2 separate regions of the Mus musculus genome follow, and region 1 is linked to region 2. The links are chromatin contacts, called in public HiChIP or PLAC-seq maps. All regions are on one chromosome and are shown on one strand. The core of a region is the stretch at or near the end of the contact, and the rest is flanking DNA. Distances in the headings are between cores, read along the strand shown. Region 1 overlaps Nf1 (neurofibromin 1). Region 2 has its middle 18 kb from the start of Lgals9.

Evidence for each region. HiChIP or PLAC-seq counts read pairs in DNA pulled down with a chosen protein or histone mark.
Region 1: a contact with region 2 is called in an H3K27ac HiChIP or PLAC-seq map of embryonic stem cells, with 5 read pairs. The contact joins two enhancer-like sites. A contact is called at or near these places in 1 of 15 datasets of contacts at CTCF or cohesin (the NIH/3T3 cell line), 1 of 484 Hi-C or Micro-C datasets (bone marrow-derived macrophages) and 3 of 115 datasets of contacts at active chromatin or transcription factors (T-cell acute lymphoblastic leukemia and embryonic stem cells).

The regions. Positions count from the first base shown.
Region 1 is chr11:79,425,131-79,431,855 of GRCm38.p6, forward strand. Nf1 (neurofibromin 1) reads left to right here. Exons shown (of 58, transcript NM_010897.2): 13 at 383-517; 14 at 3,448-3,561. Among named protein-coding and RNA genes, the nearest start is that of AU040972, 56 kb to the right of the region's middle. Within about 2 kb of position 2,656, at least 43 of the 459 cell types and tissues checked have an H3K27ac peak or open chromatin away from gene starts, as enhancers often do. A contact at or near this core is called in embryonic stem cells, where this site is marked.
Region 2 is chr11:78,998,896-79,006,454 of GRCm38.p6, forward strand. No RefSeq gene overlaps it. Among named protein-coding and RNA genes, the nearest start is that of Lgals9, 18 kb to the left of the region's middle. Within about 2 kb of position 3,721, at least 150 of the 459 cell types and tissues checked have an H3K27ac peak or open chromatin away from gene starts, as enhancers often do. A contact at or near this core is called in embryonic stem cells, where this site is marked.

The DNA.
Region 1 (6,725 bases), core at 1,406-3,905, 430 kb after region 2:
TTTGAATTCTCTAGTATGTATATTCATGTGTGATATAGATACATTATTTTTCCTCTTACTATTTTCATATTTGAGAACCAGTTTTTGAACCCAAGAGTCAACTTGATATTATGCCTCTAGTGTTTTAGATTATTATTATTATTATTATATATTACTAGATTGTTATATAAGAATGATATAAATGCTATAAAACATTTTTAAAAAATGCAATATTAAATGTATGCTTGTTAGCTTATGTTTCTACCAGTATCATACATTTGGTGGTATGAAATGTTTTTTTTCAAAGCATTTTAAATAATTTCTTTTATAAAGTATAGCTATTATTCTGAATCTGATGTCTGATTGTTTCTAAGGTGATGCCATGTTTTTGATTTGTTATTAGAGTCTCACCTTTAAAGAAAAGGTAACAAGCCTTAAATTTAAAGAAAAGCCTACAGACCTAGAGACAAGGAGCTACAAATGTCTTCTTTTGTCCATGGTGAAACTGATTCATGCAGACCCAAAGCTTTTGCTTTGTGTAAGTATTTTTAATGAAATGCTTTGAAATTATTCCACTAATCTATTTGAACTGAAAGGCCAAAATACATTTAAATTATGAGTAACCTCTAAAACATTGCTAAGAAAGCCAATTCCAGGAATTCTAATATACTTAGATCACATTTTCTAACCGTTCCCTCCGCATTGAACTGTCCATAGTAGCATCATTTGCCCTTGTTCTGCATTATAATCAGACCTATTTCTGGGGTCAGGTGGGACAAATGACTGTAAAATCGGTGTGCTCAGCATCTGAACTGCTCACTCTTTTTGCTATTGCTAAGCGAGTTAACTTCTATAGCTAGCTCCCTGTGTGTTCCTTTGATCAGCCTTCTATTATCATTGGCTCTGCCTGTAACCATATTAGAAGAGAAAGTTAAAATGAGAGTGGTTAGTATCCAGTTATTGCCATAGCTCTGCTTTTTATTCCCGCAAATGGTATTATATTCCTGAGAGCTTCACTTTGGTGCACAGAGTAATAAAGAACTGATGTAAATAGTGTAACCAGGTGAGAGTAAAGGATTAAAAGCACAGGCTCTGGGGAAGGACTGCTTTACTTAGTCTCGGCACCTTAGGCTTCTCATCTGAAAAGGTAGGCAGTAATATAGTTCCTACCTCAGAGAGACCATTAAGAGTGAAATAGATTGTGTAAGGCTTTTAGGAACAATTCGTAGTGTATAGTAAGCAATAAAATTAGTTACTGCTATTTTTAGTAAGATACAGTTAGCGTTAGCATTCTTACTGTCCAAGTAAAACAGTTTGAATTGTTCACAGGATGGTCTGTTTAACTTTTATCAAGTCTCTATAGTCCTAGACTGTTGGGGTCGGCCTGCTGCTCTCATGTCTGGGTTCGAGCCTGGGAGGCAGCCTGGAACTGAAAAAGAAGAGGGAAACTAGGTGGACAAGAGAGAGATATGGAACCAAGACAGTATTCTGATCAAGGCTCAAATTTTTAATGGCAGACACGCTTTATAAAGGAGGGGGGAAGCCCATTCCTGCCAAATCATCCTTGGAGCCGAGCTGCAGGTGACCACGTGTAGGCGGACTCCCAGCAGGTAGCAGCAGAGGCAGTGGCTGAACAGCAGAGTGATCCAGGGAGGCAGGCTCCACCCTAGGTGATCTCCTTAGTGGCATAGCAAAGTCAAGGTCTGGCTCAGCTTGCTTCAGGCTTGGGGGAGGCTACACTAGGCCTATCAAGTCTCTAGACCATCAGGTAAAGCCTTCTGCTTTACTCAGTGTCAGGCTCATCCTTTGGTGCTTTATGGTTTTGCAGCTATGCTCTTCAAATTACTAAAATGAAGGCATTCATGACTAAGTGGCTGTGGTTTCAAGAATTCTATGAACCCCACGTTTTGAGTGTGTGTGCACACACGTGTTTTTGTTTGATTTTTGAGACAAAATCTTGCTGTGTATACTAGGTTGGCATTGAATTTATTATGTATGACATACTGACCTCAGATTTGTTGGGTATCCCAGGCTGGCCTTGAACTAGATGTTGCTGAGTGCTGGAATTACAGAAATGTACTGTCATGCCTCCACTCTAGAATTTTAAAAAATATTTACATATGAATAGTTTTTCTGATAATGAGAGATAATAGAGCCAGAGTGGATGAAGTTCCTAAAGTATGGGTTACCCCAAAAGAAGACCTATTATCTTTTTGTGTTTTTTGAAAAGTCCACCCAAATTTGAGAGTTTAATAGAATAAACAGTTAAATCTTTAGTTTGGAAAAGTTTTAAAAATTTTGTTAGTGGACTCTGAAAATTAACTTTGTTCTTTTGGTTTCTCGGGTGTGTGGCATGAACTGTGGTGACATCTCACTGTGCTTGCTACAGGATGCTAGGGTTACTCTGTTTACTTGGCTGCAGTTTTATGTTCACCAGTGAACCAGGGTCACCAGTGATTTTCATGTTAAATAGGTTATTGTTTGAAGAACAAGGGTTGAATTGTTTGAGGGAAAATAGTTTTTAAGTAAAATTTGCTGTCTTCCAAGAGTTATGGAATCCTTTTTACTTCCCTTGATGAGGATGATTGAACCAGAATCAGGTAGTTTTGTAAAGCAGGCAAAAGCTCCACCCCCGGCCTACTCCTGCGTTTTGTGGGCTTTGTTTTGTGTTTGGGGGAGTTGAGAGGGTGGGTGGGGTTTCCTTTGATAGGCTAATTGTCACTACCCAGGACAGCTGCCTAGCTTCATGGACAGTGCTTTCTTTGCTGCCATCTAGTGGTTAAGTGACTTTCCTCAGTAACCCAGGAAAGTAAAACAATATTGTACACATAAATTCTAAACCTTAGTTACTAGGAGAAATGTAAAGATGGTCTCCATCATGGGATCTTGTTGAAGTAATTTGATTGTGTCTTGTGTTTGTACCATCTTTGTCCTGGTTCCTGTCACTCTATGTGTTCCCAGCTACTACCATTTCTTACATTCCCCAATCATTTCTCTGCACTGTGTTAGAATGGTCTCTTTAAAGACTTTTGTCATGCCTGGTCCAACTTAAATATCTTTTAGCTAACGTTGCTCTTGGATAACAGGTAAGTGGATCTTTGAGTTCATGACCAGCCTGGTCTAGAGTGAGATCTGGGACAGTGAGGGCTATGTAGAGAAACTCTGTCTTAAAAAACAAAACCACCCCCACCCCCCCAACCCAGAATGTGAAGATTGACGGGGCCGGAGAGATGGCTCAGTGCTTAAGTACTTTCTGCTTTTTCCAAAGTGCCTGCCTTTGGTTCCCAGACACAGGCAGGCAGATCACTACTGACTGTAGCTCCAGCTCCAAGGAAGCCAACACTCTTCTGCCTCCATGGCCACCTGCACCCATGTCCTGTCTACACACATGCATATAAATAATAAATAATATATAAATAATAAATACAGTTATTAAAAGCAAAACTGAAGTTTGTTTTTCTCCTACAGAATCCAAGAAAACAGGGCCCTGAAACTCAGAGCAGTACAGCAGAACTAATTACAGGGCTCGTACAACTGGTTCCTCAGTCACACATGCCAGAGGTCGCTCAGGAGGCTATGGAGGTAAAGGAAGTGAATTCTGGGCTTTTGAAAGAAAGACTGTAACTGTCTCTGATCTTTTTCTGAGAACTTAATTTTTTAAGCAATTATTTGACTCTTTCTATGTGCTTTCTCTTAAAAATATATTTTAAAAATTTTAAATTGTTTGTGTGTGCATATGAAAATCAGAGGAAACTCAGGTTTCTGGTCTTGGATAGCAAATACCTAACCAGCTGTAGGTTATTCATTTGTTTTTTGAGACAAGATTTTTACGCTATTGTCCTGCCTGGTCTCTAAATCCTAAAACAATCCTCCTCCTTCAACTGTAATACTAGCTAGAATTTTAGTTGTATGTCACAAGTCATGTTGTATTTGAATTACATTGTGTAAAAAATTTTTGGAAGTTTGTAGTTTCTTTATTCCTTACTTTCTTTTTATGTCTGCATAATGGGGGTAGGGTGTGCCTGCACTCGCAGTGGCACGTCTGGAGATGAGGGGAGAGCCTGTGGCGTTTCTCTTCTCCGTCCACCTTTATATGGGTTCCGAGGATTGAACTCAGGTGCTCAGGCTTCTGTAACTGTTCCTTACTGCTGAGCCAGGTAGTGGATGGTAGACGTTCAGTGTGGTTTCTGTTTGAGGATTTCTACAAATAATACTATTAAAGTTACTGTATCATTTAATATTTCCATTAGCAGTGTATTGGTGTTTTGGTATTTCTCCATTGTTGATGACACTCATTATTGTTTGTTTTTAAATTATAGTAAACCTACTGTGTTAACAAAGGTGACTTTTTAAAAAATTATATTTGTAGCTGGATGGTTGTGGTGCATGCCTTTAATCCTAGTACTCAGGATACAGAGGCAGGTGGATCTCAGAGGCAGGCTAATCTCAACCAAGCCTACATAGAAAGACCCTATCTCAAAACAACAGAAAAATTACATTGACGTATTTATTGTATGGGAGGATGTGTGCATAGCACAGCATATAGGAAGAGGTCAGAGGGTAACTTGTAGGAGTTGGTTCTTTCTTCCCACCACTGGGTCCTAGGGATTGACCTCCCGTTGTCAGGCTTCTACTGACAGCAGTGCCTTTACTTACTGAGCCAGCTCATCAGCTTAGAGTTTACTTGTTTTTAAAATTATCTTTAATCTTTTTCTTTTTTTTAGTCCAGTTGTTATCCCCCTCCTGGTCCGCCCACCAACAGTTCCTCCTCCCATACGCCCCTCCCCCAGTTTTCAAAAGGATGTCTCCACCTCCAACCCACCCCAAGTCTCTAGAGGGTTAGTGTGTCTTCTCTCACTGAGGCAAGACCAGGCAGTCCTCTGCTGTATATGTGTCCAGGGCCTCATATCAGCTAGTGTATGCTGCCTGGTTGGCGGCTCAGTGTCTAAGAGATCTCAGGGTCTGGATTAGATGAAACTGCTGGTCTTCCTATGGGGTCACCCTCCTCCTCAGCTTCTTCTAGCTTTTCCCTAATTCAACCCCAGGGGTCCCCAACTTCAGTCCACTGATTGGGTATAAATATCTGTGTCTTGCTGCTTTTTGGGCCTCTCGGAAGGCAGCCATGCTAGGCTTCTGTCTGTACATCATAGCATCAGTAATAGTGTCAGGCCTTTGAGCCTGCCTTTGAGATGGATCCCGATTTGGGCTGGTCACTGGACCTCCTCAGAGTTTACTTTGAAGTGTTATTTTTGTACTGACAACCTAAACATACACCTTTAATCTAAATGAAATTTATTTTTTTATAATTAACATATACGACTAGTTTAAGACTTAAGAATATATTCAGCCCAGAAAGTTTCCTTTCTGCAGTTAATACTACCCTTATTTTGTTACCTCCCTTAAGTTAGGAAAAGAATTTTGACACTCTTGTATTGTCACACATGTTAGTTCCCTTTTCCTGGTTGTTGATGAATATTGCACTGGCTTGTTCACTAATGGGCTCAATTGGTAGACAACATGCACTTCTATTGAATGTCAGCCTTGTATTCCTTTGCCGTCCCCATCCCTTCTTACCCCGTGTCTTTCCCTTGGCTCCTTTGTAATAATTGATTTGCTTTGTTAATGTAATTAGTTTGCATTTTAAATAAATGAAATAAAGGTTTTTATTTTTAGTTCAGCATAATTGCTGTAATTGTATTGTGTTAGTGGTTGGTTTATCTCAAGGTTCCTCCTGTTTTATTCTGTTTAGTGTCCCATTGTATGAATATAGCACAACTTGTTTGCTCATTTATCTGTTGATGATCATTTGTGTTTTGCTTTTGGCTATTTAGAAGTACAGCTTTTGCTGGGTATGGTGGTGTATACCTTCATTCCCAGCATTCAGGAAGCAGAGGCAATTGTAAATTTGAGGCTAGCCTGGTCTACATGTCGAGTTCCAGGCCAGCCTGCTACAAAGTAAGGCTCTGTCATCAAAAATGATGATGATGATGAAGAAGGAAAAAAATTGATAGCCTGTAGGTACACACACACACAATGTGAACAGATTTTTTTATTTTTCTTGAGTAAATTCTAACTGAGGCAAAAATCTTACTGTGTGGTCTCAGAAGAGATATAGCATAGCTATAAGAACACTGGAAGAAAGATAGTACAAGCATAGAAAAGTGTAGTGTAGTACATAGAAAGTAAAGGTGTCTTATTTATGTGTAAGGATGTGTATCTGTGAATGTATGTGCACGTGTGTGTGGGTACCCAGGGAGGCCAGAAGAGGATATTGGCTCCCTGTAGTTGAGGTTACATGCAGGTGGTTGTTCACCTACTGAGATGGATGCTAGGAACCAAAGGCAAGTTTTCTGGAAGAGCAGCAGCAAATGCTCTTAGCTGTTGAGCCATCTCTCTAGCCTCAGATTCACTGGAGAGAGAGAGAGAGAGAGAGAGAGAGAGAGAGAGAGAGAGAGAGAGAGAGAGAGAGAGAGAGAGAGAGAGAAAGGGAGAGAGAGAGAGAGAGAGAGAGAGAGGGAGGGAGGGAGAGAGAGATGAAGATCTTTTTGCAAAGGTTCAGTCTAGGAAGTAAAAGTGCATGAAGTTTCTAAAGCTTCAGGATATATAAAACAAAATATGTAAAGAAAGAAGCTGTTTACAGTGCAGATGCAGTGGTGTTCCTGAGTACTTTCCTAACATCCGGTGGGTAAGGATAGGGTGGGGTTGTTATCATTCAGTAGAATACGACACTGAATTCAGACAGTACT
Region 2 (7,559 bases), core at 2,471-4,970:
TCATGAAAGTGGCTCCCACTTGCCAAAAGGAGCCATTTCCCCTAATTCTGGCAAAAGGGACACATGGCTTCCCCATTAACAAAATGCCTGTGGTGTCTCTCAGCATGTCAAAGTCCAGGCTAGCCTTAGGCTCCCTCAATATAACTTGGTACACATTTCAAAGTCTGTGCTGGCATCCTAGCCCTTCCTGCCTCCTCCCTACCCTAAGCTCCTGCCGGTTTCTACTTATTCTTATAAACCTTATTTTCTCTGTGTCTGTCCCCCCCCCCGCCCCCCCACCATGTGCATGTGCGTTCGTGTGTGCTCCGGCTTTTCACTGATCTCTATCTCCTACTGTTCTCTCCTTTCTCACAGACAGCCCTGCCCATGTCTAGTCTGCTGGCCATGCTCAGACTACTTCTTTCTTTCTCTCTCTGCTCTGGACTCTCCAGATGCCTCCAGCTGTTCTGTCTTTCAGACCAACAATAAAAACCTTCCGCTTGACCAGATCTTTGTAAGTATTTTCCTTCTATTGCAGGTTCCCAGGTTGGAAGTCAGGTCGTCAAGCTTGTACTGAAAACACTTTTATGCTGAGCTTGCCAGCTCCCAATTTTTCTTTTTCTTTTTTTGGCAACTAAAGGGACTAAAATTGAACTTTCTCAATACAGTATTTAAGAGCCTTCATCTTTAAGGAAAGTACATGTTTACTCTGTCAAACTTCTCTCAAACCAGATTTTCTAATAGAATTTGTTCTCTGTTTATGCTTCAATTGGATTGTAGCTATCTCAGCATCAACTTGAGAAACCAGAAAGATACATGGTTTATTATTTAATAAAAAAGATTTTTACTTTAAGAGTTTGTCAGCTAATGTCTTTTATATCAATGCAAAGTATTCAGAGACTCTTTCTGAATTCTTGAAAAAGTTGTTACATTTGTTTATTTTGTGTGTGGTGGGGGAGGGGGATATGCAAGCCACAGCATGCATGTGTAGGTACAGAACAGTCCTTGGGAGTCAGTTCCTTCCATCTTGAGGATCCCAGGTCTCAGGTTATCAGTCTAAGCATCTTCACCTGTAGTAGGTTGCCCTGTTTAAATGCTAATACATTAAACACCCAGCCAGAGCTGGGCGGGCGTGGTGGCGCATGCTTTTAATCCCAGCACTCAGTAGGCAGAGGCAGGCGGATTTCTGAGTTCAAGGCCAGCCTGGTCTACAGAGTGAGTTCCAGGACAGCCAGGGCTATACAGAGAAACCTTGTCTCGAACCCCCCCACACCTCCCCAAGGAAAGAAAGACAGAAAGAAAGAGGCTTGTCTGCTGTTTGGGGCTGAAGAGATGGCTCAACTCTTCCTAAGGTCCTGAGTTCAAATCCCAGCAACCACATGGTGGTTCACAACCATCTGTAATGAGATCTGATGCCTTCTTCTGGTGTTTCTGAAGACAGCTACAGTGTACATACATATAATAATAAATAAATCTTAAAAAAAAAAAAAAAGCCGGGCATGGTGGCACACGCCTTTAATCCCAGCACTTGGGAGGCAGAGGCAGGCGGATTTCTGAGTTCGAGGCCAGCCTGGTCTACAAAGTAAGTTCCAGGACAGCCAGGTCTACACAAAGAAACCCTGTCTTGAAAAACCAAAAACAAAACTAAACAACAACAAAAAAACCCAAACACCCAGGCAGATTGCCCCAGAGATTAGAGAGTCCCCAGGTAAGATGCTGAGTGACCCTGACCCTAAGTTCTTTCTTTCTTTCTTTCTTTCTTCCTTTCTTTCTTTCTTTCTTTCTAAGATTTATTTATTATTATATCTAAGTACACTGTAACTGTCTTCAGATGCACCAGAAGAGGATGTCAGATCTCATTCCGGATGGTTGTGAGCCACCATGTGGTTGATGGGATTTGAACTCAGGACCTTCGGAAGAGCAGTCGGTGCTCTTAACCACTGAGCCATCTCTCCAGCCCCCTAAGCTATTTCTGATTGGTAACTAAAGATGCCAGGAGAGACATAGATGGGGTTTAGGTTTCCAGAGCTTGGGATTGGAGGAGAGATGAGGAGGAAGAGGAAGAAGGCAGGAGAAGCTGCCATGAGTTAGGGGTCAAGAGAACGTGGCCCTTAGGGTCGCTCAATTGGATTTAAGAACAGTCCAGATGAAACATAATAAGTAACCCTCAGGGTCATCAATAGGAAAATAGATTCTGATAGCGTGGAGAGTAGAGCTGCCCAGGTGTTGTGCTGTTTTAAGGCTTATTGTCAATATAAGTCTTAGGCCTTGCTTTGTCTTTCACCCAGGAATTTAAATGGCCTAAGGTGGGGTAGAAACCTTAGGCCAGCCAGGATTTAAATACTTTCTACAACATTTACCCCCTGAGCCACTTTGCTGCCTCTAGGCTATGGCTCTTCTGAGTCCTGCCGTGAAAAAATATTGAGCATTAGTTACACCTGGGAGGAGTGCAAGCTGACTGGGAAGTGGCACAGGGGACCCTTCTGAGGGGAGGACTCCCATCAGTGAGAAAGGTGTTAATCACACTAGGCAAGAACAAGACCATTACCACCTTTTATAAAAAAAAAAAATTTTTTTTAAAGATTTATTTATTTTTTTTATGTATATGAGTACACTATTGCTCTCTTCAGACACAGCAGAATTGGGCATCAGATCCCATTACAGATGGATGCGAGCCACCATGTGGTTGCTGGGAATTGAACTCAGGTTCTCCGGAAGAGCAGTCAGTGCTCTTAACCACTGAGCCATCTCTCCAGCCCCAAGATTTATTTTTACTCATGTGTACAAGTGTTTTATCTGCATGCATGCCTGTTTGTGCAGCGCCCATGGATATCAGAAGAGGGTGTGAGATATCCTGGAGCTGGAGTTAGGGACCCTTGTGAGCAACCATGTGGATGCTGGGAATCAAATCCAGGCTCTTTGCAAGAGCAGCAAGCTATTAACTGCTGAGCCATCTCTCCAGCCCTAATATACACATACATGTATGCAATGTATTACAAATTGTGTAATATATTGCACATACATGTATATGTATGTATACACACACATACACGCACAGATCTTGCCCCACCCTCCATCACCACAAAAACCAAAATTCATGCCTTTCTGTATATGAGCAGAGACAGCAATGACCTAGAGCTGTCATCGTCTCTACTGTTATCCCATAATCTCAGAGAGGATTAGCCATAACCCAGAAAGCACCTAGTGAGGGACTGGGGGCCAGATGCCTGCAGGCTGACAGTCAGGGGTAACATGTGGGGCTCACTGCGTCACTAGGACAGGCTGTCCTCTTTCTCACTGCCCCCAGAAGCTCTTCTTCCAGCTTTTGGTTTGTGGGGACAGTGTATCATTCTGAAGCCCTGGATAGCCTCACACTCATAGCAATCCTCCTGCCGCAGGTTCCCAGCTGTGCCTCTTTTGGTGTTTACGTCTGTGTCTTGTACTCACTGGGCAATGTTTCATTCGAATGTTCACAGGGAAATCAAACCACTGTCACAATGTTTGAGCCCAATTTGAAGCAAGCTTTATTAAATACTAGCCAGGAGGATGGACACTAGCTAGGCCCATACCCAGGATTTCCAGAGAATGGCCACAAATGATGTTAGTAATTTTGGGCAGGTCAGGAGACTCCAGGTCCAGTACAGCATGAACCTGAAGTTCGGTAGGCCCAGCCTTCCTGCCTGAACAGCTGCTGAGTCATGCTTCTTGCCTGGGGAAATTGAAACTGATCCTGTGGGAAGCAGACACCTGGAGGGGTGTGGCGAAGGGAGCTAAGATTCCCTTACAAGGCAGAACAAGGACATAGGCTCATCAGGGTCTGCCCTTTGGTTCCCTCTCCAATCCTCCCTCCTTCTGGGACAAGTCTACAGGGAGAACCGGATGCTATGGAGAACTTCTTAAGGATATCAGCTGATTTCTGGGAATGGAGTGTGGGGGAGGGAACAGATGAAGCAGCTGCGTCAACTCTCCCCACCTTGAGGCTGTAACAAGCCTTAAGCAAACACATCAGCTGTAGCTAGGAAGGGACAGTTAGCACAATGTAGCTCCAGCCGCCTCAGCAATTGCAACCGGGCTGTGTGGTTGTAGGACATGGCTGGAAATTGACATTTTCTCACTGTTGTCCCCTCCAAGCTACACATTTAGGATGCTGTGAGGGCTAGGGTTTTGCTTTAAGTCTTAATTACCAAGCTTAAAGATCTATAAAACAAAAACCTCTCTAACTCATGAGCCCTGCTTGCCCAGAGACAGATAACTTCCTAGAATACTGGACACTGTGGCTCATTGGAAGATAAGAAGCCATATCATATATCTTTACTTCTGAAAGCAAGTCGGTTGGCCCAGCTGCACAGGATGTGTTTGATCAGATGTAAGCTGTAGCTGCTGAGGCGGGACGCACATCAGGATGTATGTTTGCCTCCAGTTGGACAAAGGCAGGAAGTATGTAGTCCTGTGGGGTTTGTCTTTATAAGCACCCGACTAACGTCATTTGTGGCCACTCTCTGAGAATCCTGGGTATGGACCTGGCTAGTGTCCATCCTCCTGGCCAGTATTTAATAAAGTTTGCTTCAAATTGGGCTCAAATGTTGTGACAGTGGTCTTATGCTCACCTGATTGGGTCAACAATGCATCTTAAAGAATGACTCATGTATCCAGCACAGACGACCATAGGTACTGGGTGCCAGGTCAAGGTTAAGGTCAGGGAGAAGGCCAGCTCCGGAGCCTCACAAGCCCTCCAGGAGTCTACTCTACCCATGAAGAGTCTCTGCTGGAGGGAGCGCCGTGCACAGTTCTCCCACCCTGGGATTAAGGGGATCTTTCCTTTCAAGGGGTAATAAAATAGAATCATTTGGGTTGGGCGTTATGGTGATGGAAATTACTACCTGCTGCGAAGGAAGTGAGTTTGCTCCAGGTCTGAGGAGAGTCTGTGCATGGAGCCTTGGCAGTTAGGTGAAACCAGGCAAGCATTCTAGTCTCAATACCTCTGTTTTCTCACTGTAAGTCAAAACTGGTGGCAGGTCTACTTCCGAAGGGGACTGGGGGTTAAGGAGCAGCTGGTTGTCAGGCGCTCAGGCGGCGGAGTGGGCATGCTGGGTTTTCTGTCATTTGTTTTTTCCTGGCCTGGCTATGGTAGTAAGGTGGTCTTCTGAGAAGGGTGGGTCTGGTTAAGCATAGATAAGTGCCTGCGTGGACAGGACAGCTCGCTAAGATGATGGTGACTGATGGGCTCTGTACAGACATGTATGTGCACACTCCTATCTCCAGGTAGCAAGGCAGCTCCCAGGGACTGCAGAGCACAGGTGGAGAACAAAGTACAGGGCCAGTTACACTGGAGAAGACCCAGGCCCATCCAGCAGACTCAGGGTCCAGGCTAAGGAGTCTCAAGTAGGACAGAGGTATGCTTATTTTAGAGGGATCCTTGGGTGACAAAGAGGAGGGTGTGACTAGCTGGAGGAGGCTGGAAGGTGAAGAGCACCCATGGAGCTGTGTCCTGGGAAGTCCTTGCCCGGCACAGAGGTGGTATCTGTGTGAGGAAAGGCTGGTTCACAGGTGTGAGAGGCATGGCAAGTGCAGCTGCAGGGAGAGAAGGTCATGGTACAATATTAACTGCACCGAGACGACATGTGTGATATGAAACCTGATCCTGGCAGATATCCAGTCTGCACTGTGGCCACGAGGACCCTGAAGTCCTGTCTCTAAACACATTCTATTCTTTTTTTAAAAATAATTCTATAAAGATTTATTTATTTATTATATGTAAGTACACTATAGCTGTCTTCATACACCTCAGAAGAGGGCATCAGATCTCATCACAGATGGTTGTGAGCCACCATGTGGTTGCTGGGATTTGAACTCAGGACCTTCGGAAGAGCAGTCAGTGCTCTTAACCACTGAGCCATCTCTCCAGACCAGCACATTCTATTTTTACTGGCCAATTCTATATGAGTGTGTGTGGCCCTGAGGTCCCAATAGAAACACAGGGGCATGCAGGTTGGAGGACAGAGGATCAGCATCCAGATGCCACCAATACACACTAGACATGTTTTGTGGATTTGTTTTGTTTTGATTCAGGTTCTCACTATATAGTCCTGACTAGTCCAGAACAGGTAGTATAGCTCAGGCTGGCCTCAAATTCCCAATGATCCTCCAAACTCCATTCCCTAGTTTAGATGTATACTTACTATGCCTACCTCTTAAGGAACAATGGCAGGCTGGGGAGATAACTCAAAAGGCAGCCTGGTCATGAGGGTCTGCATTTGAATCCCAAGAACCCAGGTAAAAGCTAGAACTGTGTCACAGTGTCTGTAATCTCAGCGCTTCCATGTTAAGACAGGAGAACTCGGGAGCTCAGAGACCAGCTGTCCTGGTGTGTATAGCAGAAAACAAACAAAGCCTGCATCAAACAAGGTAGAAGGCAAGGACTGGTACCTGAGGTTATAAACATGCAGATACACACACATGCACACATATAATATACACACAATACTCATACACACATACATGCAAACAATACACAAGCATATACACACTTGCACAAACATACATACACACATACATACATACAAACAAATACACACATACATACAGATACGCACAAACATAATACACATATATTGTATACATATACATGCACACAGATACACACATTCACACAATACACACACACATACATACACTGTGAGGGCTAATACTGTGTTTTAAGTTTTAATTACTGTGCTTAAGAGAACTATGAAATAAAAGTGCCCTCTAAACTGTAAGTTCTACTTGCCCAAGGACAGTTAAACCTGCAAGCCTACTTGCCCAAGGACAGATAACTTCCTAGACTGCTGAGAGTTGTTCATGTAAGATAACAAGCAAGCATTTTCGCTTCTGTGAACAAGGTTGGTTGCCTTAACTGCACAGGATACGCTTGATCACACGTAGGTGGGAGTTGTTTAGGCAGGAAGTACGTCCCCAACTGGATGAAGGCAGAAGTAGCCTTGTCAGTCATTCTCGGGGATCCTAGGTATCCTCCTGGCCACTATTTAATAAAGCTTGCTTCAAATTTTGCTCAAAAGTTGTAGTAGCATTTGATGGGATTAATAACACACATGTGCACACACATACATGCAATACTTGTATATGTGTGCCCAGGAAATGGGGCCGGGGAGATGGGGAACTCTAGCTTAGCTCATCGGTAGTGGTGGTTGTCTGGAAGTGTCAAGAGGCCTTCTATGAGAGATTAAGGCTGCGGCTTTGTAGGTGAAGGCCTTTTCCATGCTCCCCACAGTAGTTTCGATGGGAGGGACAGCCCATGTTTATCCATACTATTTACTGACTGCGTTTTCCCACCCCGAGTGGTGTCTCAGCACTTCCCTATAGACCAGCACCTGACGACATAGGGAAACACAGTTTTAATCTCTCCTTCCTACACCCCAGCGGCGGGGCAGAACACAGACCAATAAATATACATACACACACACACATGTACACACATAAGTATATGTGTATACATACATATATACACATACACAGTCATACACACACACACACACACACACACACACACACACACACACACACCACTGAGAGGCCAAACCTAC